2 separate regions of the Nomascus leucogenys genome follow, and region 1 is linked to region 2. Evidence: chromatin contacts called from public Hi-C data. All regions are on one chromosome and are shown on one strand. The core of a region is the stretch at or near the end of the contact, and the rest is flanking DNA. Distances in the headings are between cores, read along the strand shown.

The links. A called contact is a pair of places that touch in the nucleus more often than the background predicts.
Region 1: a contact with region 2 is called in a Hi-C map of an unstated tissue, with 2.4 times the contacts expected there. The contact joins two enhancer-like sites. A contact is called at or near these places in 3 of 4 Hi-C or Micro-C datasets (a lymphoblastoid cell line and an unstated tissue).

Annotation. Positions count from the first base shown.
Region 1 is chr8:106,366,136-106,369,917 of Asia_NLE_v1, reverse strand. No RefSeq gene overlaps it. Among named protein-coding and RNA genes, the nearest start is that of HMCN2, 26 kb to the left of the region's middle. Within about 2 kb of position 1,282, the one cell type or tissue checked has an H3K27ac peak away from gene starts, as active enhancers do. A contact at or near this core is called in a lymphoblastoid cell line, where this site is marked.
Region 2 is chr8:106,221,133-106,225,113 of Asia_NLE_v1, reverse strand. All of the region lies in intron 9 of GPR107 (protein GPR107), which reads right to left. Among named protein-coding and RNA genes, the nearest start is that of GPR107, 39 kb to the right of the region's middle. Within about 2 kb of position 1,578, the one cell type or tissue checked has an H3K27ac peak away from gene starts, as active enhancers do. A contact at or near this core is called in a lymphoblastoid cell line, where this site is marked.

The DNA of each region.
Region 1 (3,782 bases), core at 33-2,532, 150 kb before region 2:
GACTCTCTGAAAAAAGCTTGTTTTACTCTTTCTCATATTTTTTTAGCCCCAAGATCTGCTCATGTGGATGGCTTATTTCAGGTTTCTGGGAGGAAGGGAGCAATTTCTGAGGAAGGAAATTGTAGAGACAAGAAAAGGTCTGGTCCCCAAGTCTTGAAACCCCTGGCAGAATCCTTCCTGAGCTCAACGCTAGGCCAGCCTGCCCAGTGTCCTTGCTGTGGTTACCCAGTGAAAACCCAACTGGCCCGGTCCTCAGGGGCTGCCCTGGGCTTCTCAATAACCTAGAGCCTCTAGGTCCCTGGTCCTTCTGCAAAAGAAAGTCTTTCCCACAGGAGTCCCTCTGGCTAGGACCCTCAGTCTCCTGAGCCCTTGGAGGAGGAGGGCATAGTGGGACAGGAAGAGGGAAAAGGCAGAAGACAGGTTGGAAAGGCATGAGCAAGCAGTAGTTACACCAGCACGTGACACTGTACAGTTGTTTGTTAAATCACTTTGGCAAACATTGAGAGTTTAGATGCAAACATTTGCAGGTGGCATCAGGTCATTGAAAGCGACCCAGCAGATCACTGGGTACATTAGGGAGAATATAAATTGGTCTGTTGACACAGAGACTTAGGATGGCTTAATCAAGATAAATGTGTGTCTCTCTTCCTCCTAAGAGCTCCAGTGTAAATGGTTCAAAGCTGGTGTGGCAGCTCCATGCCACACTGGGTCAAAAACCCAGTTCTAGGAAGGCTTGTTTCAGAGTCCTCCATCCAGTCAGCAGGAAGAGGGAAGAGAGGGAAAGTTATGCTCATCATTCTCATCCTATTGAATAGAACTGGGTCACATGGCCACACAGCCACAAGGGAGGCTGGGAAATGTAGTCCTTTGTTCCACATGGCCCTGTGCCCAGCTAAAAAGAGATAAGGGGAACAAGTAGAAAGCTTTTCCATACCTACACAAGCTCATTTTGCCTAAGCTCAGGGGGCCTTCCCAGCCCCTTTCCATGCCCACTGTCCTGAACCAGTTCCTCCAGACCAATGAACCTGGAGAGTAAGTTTCTGCCTCTCTACTCCCTAGGCAGGAAGACGGCAGGGAGGAGGGGGCCACTGTAGGGCAGGGATCCACATCGCATTCCCACTCCCAGCCCAACTCCCTACTCTTCTCCTTGTCATCTCCTCTCTATGCCTGGGGATGCCCTGAGCTGGGCTTTGGGGAGTACGATTTAGGGAGATACTTTCTAACATGGAGATGTGAGTTTGGGGGCTTGGCAGGGTCAGTGGGGACAGGGTGGAAGGCCCGAGGTGGGGAGAAATGGGACCTCTAGGATGGTTCCTCTAGGAGGACTCACCGGTGCTATCACACCCAGGGAATAGTAGCCAGTCTGAGCCATCCTGATAAAGCAGGTGGCCAGGTCTGTGCCTCTACTGAGCTTCAGCCCACAGTAAGCCATCCAGCGCAGGCTGGGCCAGGGGGTGAGTCAGCACAGGCTTTAGCCTGACCCAGAGCAGAGCAAGGGATCATGACCCATCATGTGCCCTCAGCAACACGGTTTCTGAACCGTGGTCCCTGTAGACACCACGCCCAAGGCTGCTGGAAAAGACCTGAGCCTCCTCCACCAACAGCTCACCTCTATTCAAGCTCACCCTTTGCTGGAAACATTGCCCCAGCTACCCTCACAACGGCCCTCTGAACCAGAGCTTGGCATTTCCAAAGAAAGGCGCCCATGCATGGATTCACTTTCAGTGCTTCGGTGGAAACAGCACATTGGGTGGGTATGTAAATTACCTCCGATCTCTGCCTCAGGGACAGTCCCCAAGTGTGTGAAACAGTCTAGTCAGGAATCAGCCCTCCAGGGGGTGTCACATTAGCATTTTAAATATGTACTTTTATTAAAATCTACACCACAGATTTTATCCACACAAAGGATGTTAGAAGTCCCTTTTCATAGAAGTGTAATGTGGTGAAGATACATGCTTGGCTAGAAAGATTCTCGGAGCTCAGCACTGTGCACCACTAGGGAAGAGCAGCAGCCTGGTGCTTCAGGACTGTGCTCAGGGGCAGGGCCCCTGGGGCCCTGGGGCCCCCATCCCCTGGATGGACAGGTACAGGTGCCTGCCTGTCTTTGTGCTTACTTGCTAGTGAATATCTGGACTTCTGGCAGAATTTGATCTAGTATCTGCCTTCATTGCAACATTCCACCTCTGGCGAGGTTGTGGGGCAGGGCCTGCCTCTCATTTGTTTGTTTATTTCTTTTGAGACATAGTTTCGCTCTGTCACCAGGCTGGAGTGCAGTGGCGCAATCTCGGCTCACTGCAAGCTCCGCCTCCCAGGTCCACTCCATTCTCCTGCCTCAGCCTCCCGAGTATCTGGGACTACAGGCACCTGCCACCACGCCCGGCTAATTTTTTGTATTTTTAGTAGAGACAGGCTTTCACCATGTTAGCCAGGATGGTCTCAATCTCCTGACCTCATGATTCGCCCGACTCGGCCTCCCAAAGTGCTGGGATTACAGGCATGAGCCACCGCGCCTGGCCAAGGGTCCACATTTTTACCAGAAGACCCTGTCTGTTAGAACACACGCCCAGCGTCAAGTGGTAGAGCTTGGCTGGGAACCAGGTCAGATTCCACAACCTGTGGCCCCAACCACCGTCCCACACTGCCTTTCCATGCTGCCTTTGGAACCCTCTTGAGGGTCTGGGGAGTTCTGGCATCTTCACTCCAGGACCCGCCAGAGCAAGGCACAATGCTGGATGCCCAGAGTGGCCACAGAGGGTGACATCGCTGCATTGACTTCTCAATGGTTGCTTCAACCCCAAAGCGGAAATCATGTTGGGCCTCCAGCTTTGCCTGGAAGGTGGTGGTGATCTGATGATTCCTTTCACTCTGAAACATGTCTGAAACGTGGCCTGTGTTTTCAGGCAGTGGTTCATTCTAACATGGGCTGCTTGATCTTATCAATCTACATGCTTCATGCGTCTTTCAAGGCTTTTGGCCAACAGCAATGAATTCTAATCGGCAGTTATGCTCCCGAGTCCACGCTCGCTTTTATTATTGCTCTCTGAGTTCGTGTTCCTTTAACAAGCTATGAAAGTGAAAACCACCACCTCCTCTGATCCCCCTCTCCCCAACATGGCAGGGCCCATGCATACTGAGCAAGCACAGGGTTACTTGACCAGAGGGGGAAGAGGAGGGCTCTCCTCTATCCCAGGTTCCAGGCCAAGGGTGACTCGGGGGAGGGCAGCCACACAGACTGCCACCTCTCAGGGTGCCTGCCGGGAGCTTGCACAAGAGCTGCTCGTCTCCCCCACCTTCCCTCCCGACGCAACCCTCCATGTGGTCAGCAACCAATCTCTAGGCCCCCCGCGCCTGGCCCATCACAGGTGCAAAAGTCAGATGAAGTGAATGAATGATTAGCCTGAATCCCTGAGCCAATGGAGGTATGGACCCAACCGGACATGCTGCAGTGCACACACCTCCCAGGGGTCCTCAAAATGTGATTCACAGACCCGCAGCAGCAGCGCAGCCCAGGAACTTGTTAGGAACTCAGATTCCCAGGCCCCTGCCCAGACCCTCCTAATCAGAAACTTAGGGGCTGGGCTGGCAAGCTGGGTTTGAAGCAGCCTCCAATCCAGGTGATTCTGAGACACACTTGACTTTGAGAGCCACTGATCTAGGTCAATGGTTTTCAGACATTTTTAAAGCAGCAGCCGCCCTCTGCAGATGAAACAGGCAGGTCAGGGGACATCGTGGGTGAGGCAATGGGTGGGGCCTCACACCGCTCAACTCTCGGCCTCACAGAA
Region 2 (3,981 bases), core at 329-2,828:
ACTTGAGCTCAGGAGTTTGAGGCTGCCGTAAGCCTTGATTATGCCACTGCTCCAGCCTGGACAATGTAGTGAGACCCTGTCTCAAAAAAAAAAAAAAAAAAAGCAAAGAATACAGGCAGCCACAAAAGTGGAAATGGTTAATGAGTCCCTAAAATGATAATCCACATCACCAATATTCAGAGAAATGCAAAATAAAGCAAGATACCACTTTACATCTATCAGATTGGCAAAAATTAAGATGTCAGTATTGGTGAGAATGTGGAGAACAGCAAACCTTATTATGTATGCACCACTGGTAGATGTATAAACCTATATGCCACACTGGAAGGCAATCTGGCCTTTAACGAAATTAACTGATGGCTGGGTGCAGTGGCTCATGCCTGTAGTCCCAGCACTTCGGGAGGCTGAGGCGGGAGGATCTCTTGAGGCCAGGAGTTCAAGACTAGCTTGGCCAACACAGTGAAAACTCGTCTCTACTAAAAATACAAAAATTAGCCCAGCATGGTGGTACATGCCTGTAGTCCCAGCTACTCAGGAGGGTGAGGCAGGAGAATCGCTTGCACTCAGGAGGCAGAGGTTGCAATGAGCCAAGATGGTGCCACTGCACTCCAGCTTGGGTGACAAAGTGAGACTCTGTCTCAAAAAAAAAAAAAAACAAAAGAAAACAAAAGAAATTAACTACCCATGGCACAGTGTGCTTCCTTCCAGGGCTGCAGCTCAGAAGCTGCACAGATCCACAGGGGATCTTCGGAGGTTCATGCCAGCACTGGCTGGGGTAGCAGGGAGATGTAGGCAGTCCAGGCGTGTGTCCATCACTAAAGGACCAAAGCAGTCAAATGTGAGGACACAGAGCATGGGGTGCTGTGAAGTAGGTAAAAATCAATGAATGAGACGCACACTCAGCCACATGGCTAGATCGCAGAAGGGATACTACTGAGTAAAAAATGTACAACAACGTCTATGGATATTTTATGTAAATTTAAAATAAATGCAACACCAATAAACAGTACTTATCTATAAGAATAGAGAAATATAAAAAAAAATCAGGCCAGATGCAGTGGCTCATGCCTATAATCCCAGCACTTTGAGAGGCAGATCACCTGAGGTCACGAATTGTAGGCCAGTCTGGCCAACATGGTGAAACCCCGTCTCTACTAAAAACACAACAATTAGCCGGGCATAGTGGCGGGCGCCTATAGTCCCAGCTACTCAGGAGGCTGAAGCACGAGAATTGCTTGAATCCGGGAGGCGGAGGTTGCAGTGAGCCGAGATTGCACCACTGCACTCCAGCCTGGGGCACAGAGTGAGACTAGGTCTCAAAAAAAAAAGAAGTCCAAAAACGTATATGCAACACATTTGAGCAGTTCTCCAAGGCTGGGAAGGAGTGGGAGAGGGGACAGGAAATGAAGGGGAACCATAGAGCAGGAAAGGGGCCTGGCACCGAGTGAGAATGAGAGTGTGCCACAAAGGGATATCAGTTTCTGGGCTCATTTCCTCCCTGGTACTTTCCTGTTCCAGGGCCCACCTACCTGAAGGTCAAAAGGGAAGTCAAGGCCAGAATAGTCTGGAACTACTGAATGCCAGTGAGATTTACCCAGAGTGTAAACCACCCACCACAAAGAGCTGTGCTCATTCACACTCTGGCAACCTTGACTTGCAGTCCATGGTTAGAACATCTACGATGGGGCAGAGATGTGATGGAAAGAATAAGCCTCGCTGACCTCGGCTCAAATACTAGTTCTCCCTACACTCGAAGTTGGGAGGGGCCTGACACATACTAGCAAGCAGGCCCGGGTTCCAGTCCCAGCTCTGTTGGGTGACACTGGCTCTCATTTCCCCTCTCTGGGCCTCAATAAATGAGGCAAAGATCTCTCAGTTGTTTCCAGCTTTCAGGGGCCAGTGAAATGCGCCTGGCGGCCTTGGTCATATGCTTTTATATCATGTGGTTTTCCAGCCTACCAGAACTGACTCTAAGACTCCTGAGAAAGCATGGGCAGAACTTAAATGAGACCTTCCCCCATGCACACTATACTCCAACAAAAATTACAGATGAGACTTGTACACAATAGGTCAGCCTCATTTAACCACAGATTGAAAACTGTTACCACGGTCTGGGCACAGTGGCTCATGCCAGTAATCCCAGCACATTGGGGGGCCAAGGCGGGTGGATCACGAGGTAAAGAGATCAAGACCATCCCGGCAACACGGTGAAACCCTGTCTCTACTAAAAATACAAAAATTAGCCAGGCATGGTGGCAGATGCCTGTAGTCCCAGCTACTTGGGAGGCTGAGGCAGAAGAATCACTTGAACCTGGAAGGTGGAGGTTGCAGTGAGCCAAGATTGTGCCACTGCACTCCAGCCTGGCAACAGAGAGAGACTTTGTCTCAAAAAAAAAAAAAAGAAAAAAAAAGAAAGAAAAAAAGAAAACTATTACCACAATTTGATATAAGCGAACCAGTGACAATGACTATTGCCACCAATAACTAAAGGAAAATTAAAACACCACTGAACCCCTGGCTACTAAACTATTTTATAAATACCTCATGTTTGGATGGCACCCTGATTTGCAAAGCCCTCTCATATACATTATCTTAGGGGGAATCACAGAACAAGTCTAAGAATCCAAGACTCTTACAGGAAGGCAGAGTAACTATTACTGTCCCAGTTTCATAGCCAAGAAAAAAGAGATTTAGAGTGAAGCAAGGCACACAGGCAGTCACTGTCCAAGTTCACACCTGAAATCAGATCTGACTCCTAGTTCTTACTTTTCCAGTAAAGACAAAAGTAGAACTTTCTTTAAAAAAAAACCAAAAAAAACAAAACTGAGGCGGGGCACGGTGGCTCATGCCTGTAATCCCAGCACTTTGGGAGGCCAAGGCAGGTGGATCACCTGAGGTCAGGAGTTCAAGACCAGCCTGGCCAACATGGCAAAACCCCATCTCTACTAAAAATGCAAAAATTAGCCAGGCATGGTGGCGGGCACCTGTAATCCCAGCTACTTGGGAGGCTGAGGCAAGAGAATCGCTTGAACCTGGGGGACAGAGGTTGCGGTGAGCTGAGATCTCACCACTGCACTCTAGCCTGGGTGACAAAGCGAGACTGTGTCTCAAAAAAAAAATAAAAATAAAAAACCCACCCCAAAACTTTTATGGCCTAAGTTTTTATAACCTTCCCTCCTTCCATCTGCCTCTCTCTTAGAGACAGTCTTATTCTGTGTCCCAAGCTGGAATGCAGTGGCACAAACATAGCTCACTGCAGCCTCGAACCCTTGGGCTTAAGCAATCCTCCCACCTCAGTCTCCCAAGTAGTGAGCACTACAGGCGTGCAGCACCACAACTGGATAATTTTTGTTGTTGTTGTTTTGTGCAGTGGCACAATCTCAGCTCACTGCAAGCTCCACCTCCCGGGTTCACGCCATTCTTCTGCCTCGGCCTCCTGAGTAGCTGGGACTATAGGCGCCCGCCACCACGCTAGGCTAATTTTTTGTATTTTTAGTAGAGACGGGGTTTCACCGTGTTAGCCAGGATGGTCGCGATCTCCTGACCTCGTGATCTGCCCACCTCGGCCTCCCAAAGTGCTGTGATTACAGATGTGAGCCAATGCACCCAGCCCACAACTGGATAATTTTTAAATTTGTTTGTAGAAATGGAGTCTTGCTGGGCCAGGTGTGGTGGCTCATGCCTGTAACCTCAGCACTTTGGGAAGCTGAGCCAGGTAAATTACCCGAGGTCAGCAGTTCAAGACCAGCCTGGCCAACATGGCAAAACCCCGTCTCTACTAAAAATATAAAAATAAGCTGGGTATGTTGGCACATGCCTGTAATCTCACCTACTTCGGAGGCTGAAGCACAAGAATCGCTTGAACTCGGAGGCGGAGGTTGCAGTGAGTTGAGATTAGGCACTGCACTCCAGCCTGGGGGCTAGGGGAGAGAGACTCCATCTCGAAAAAAAAAAAAAGGAATGGGGTCTTTCTATGTTGCC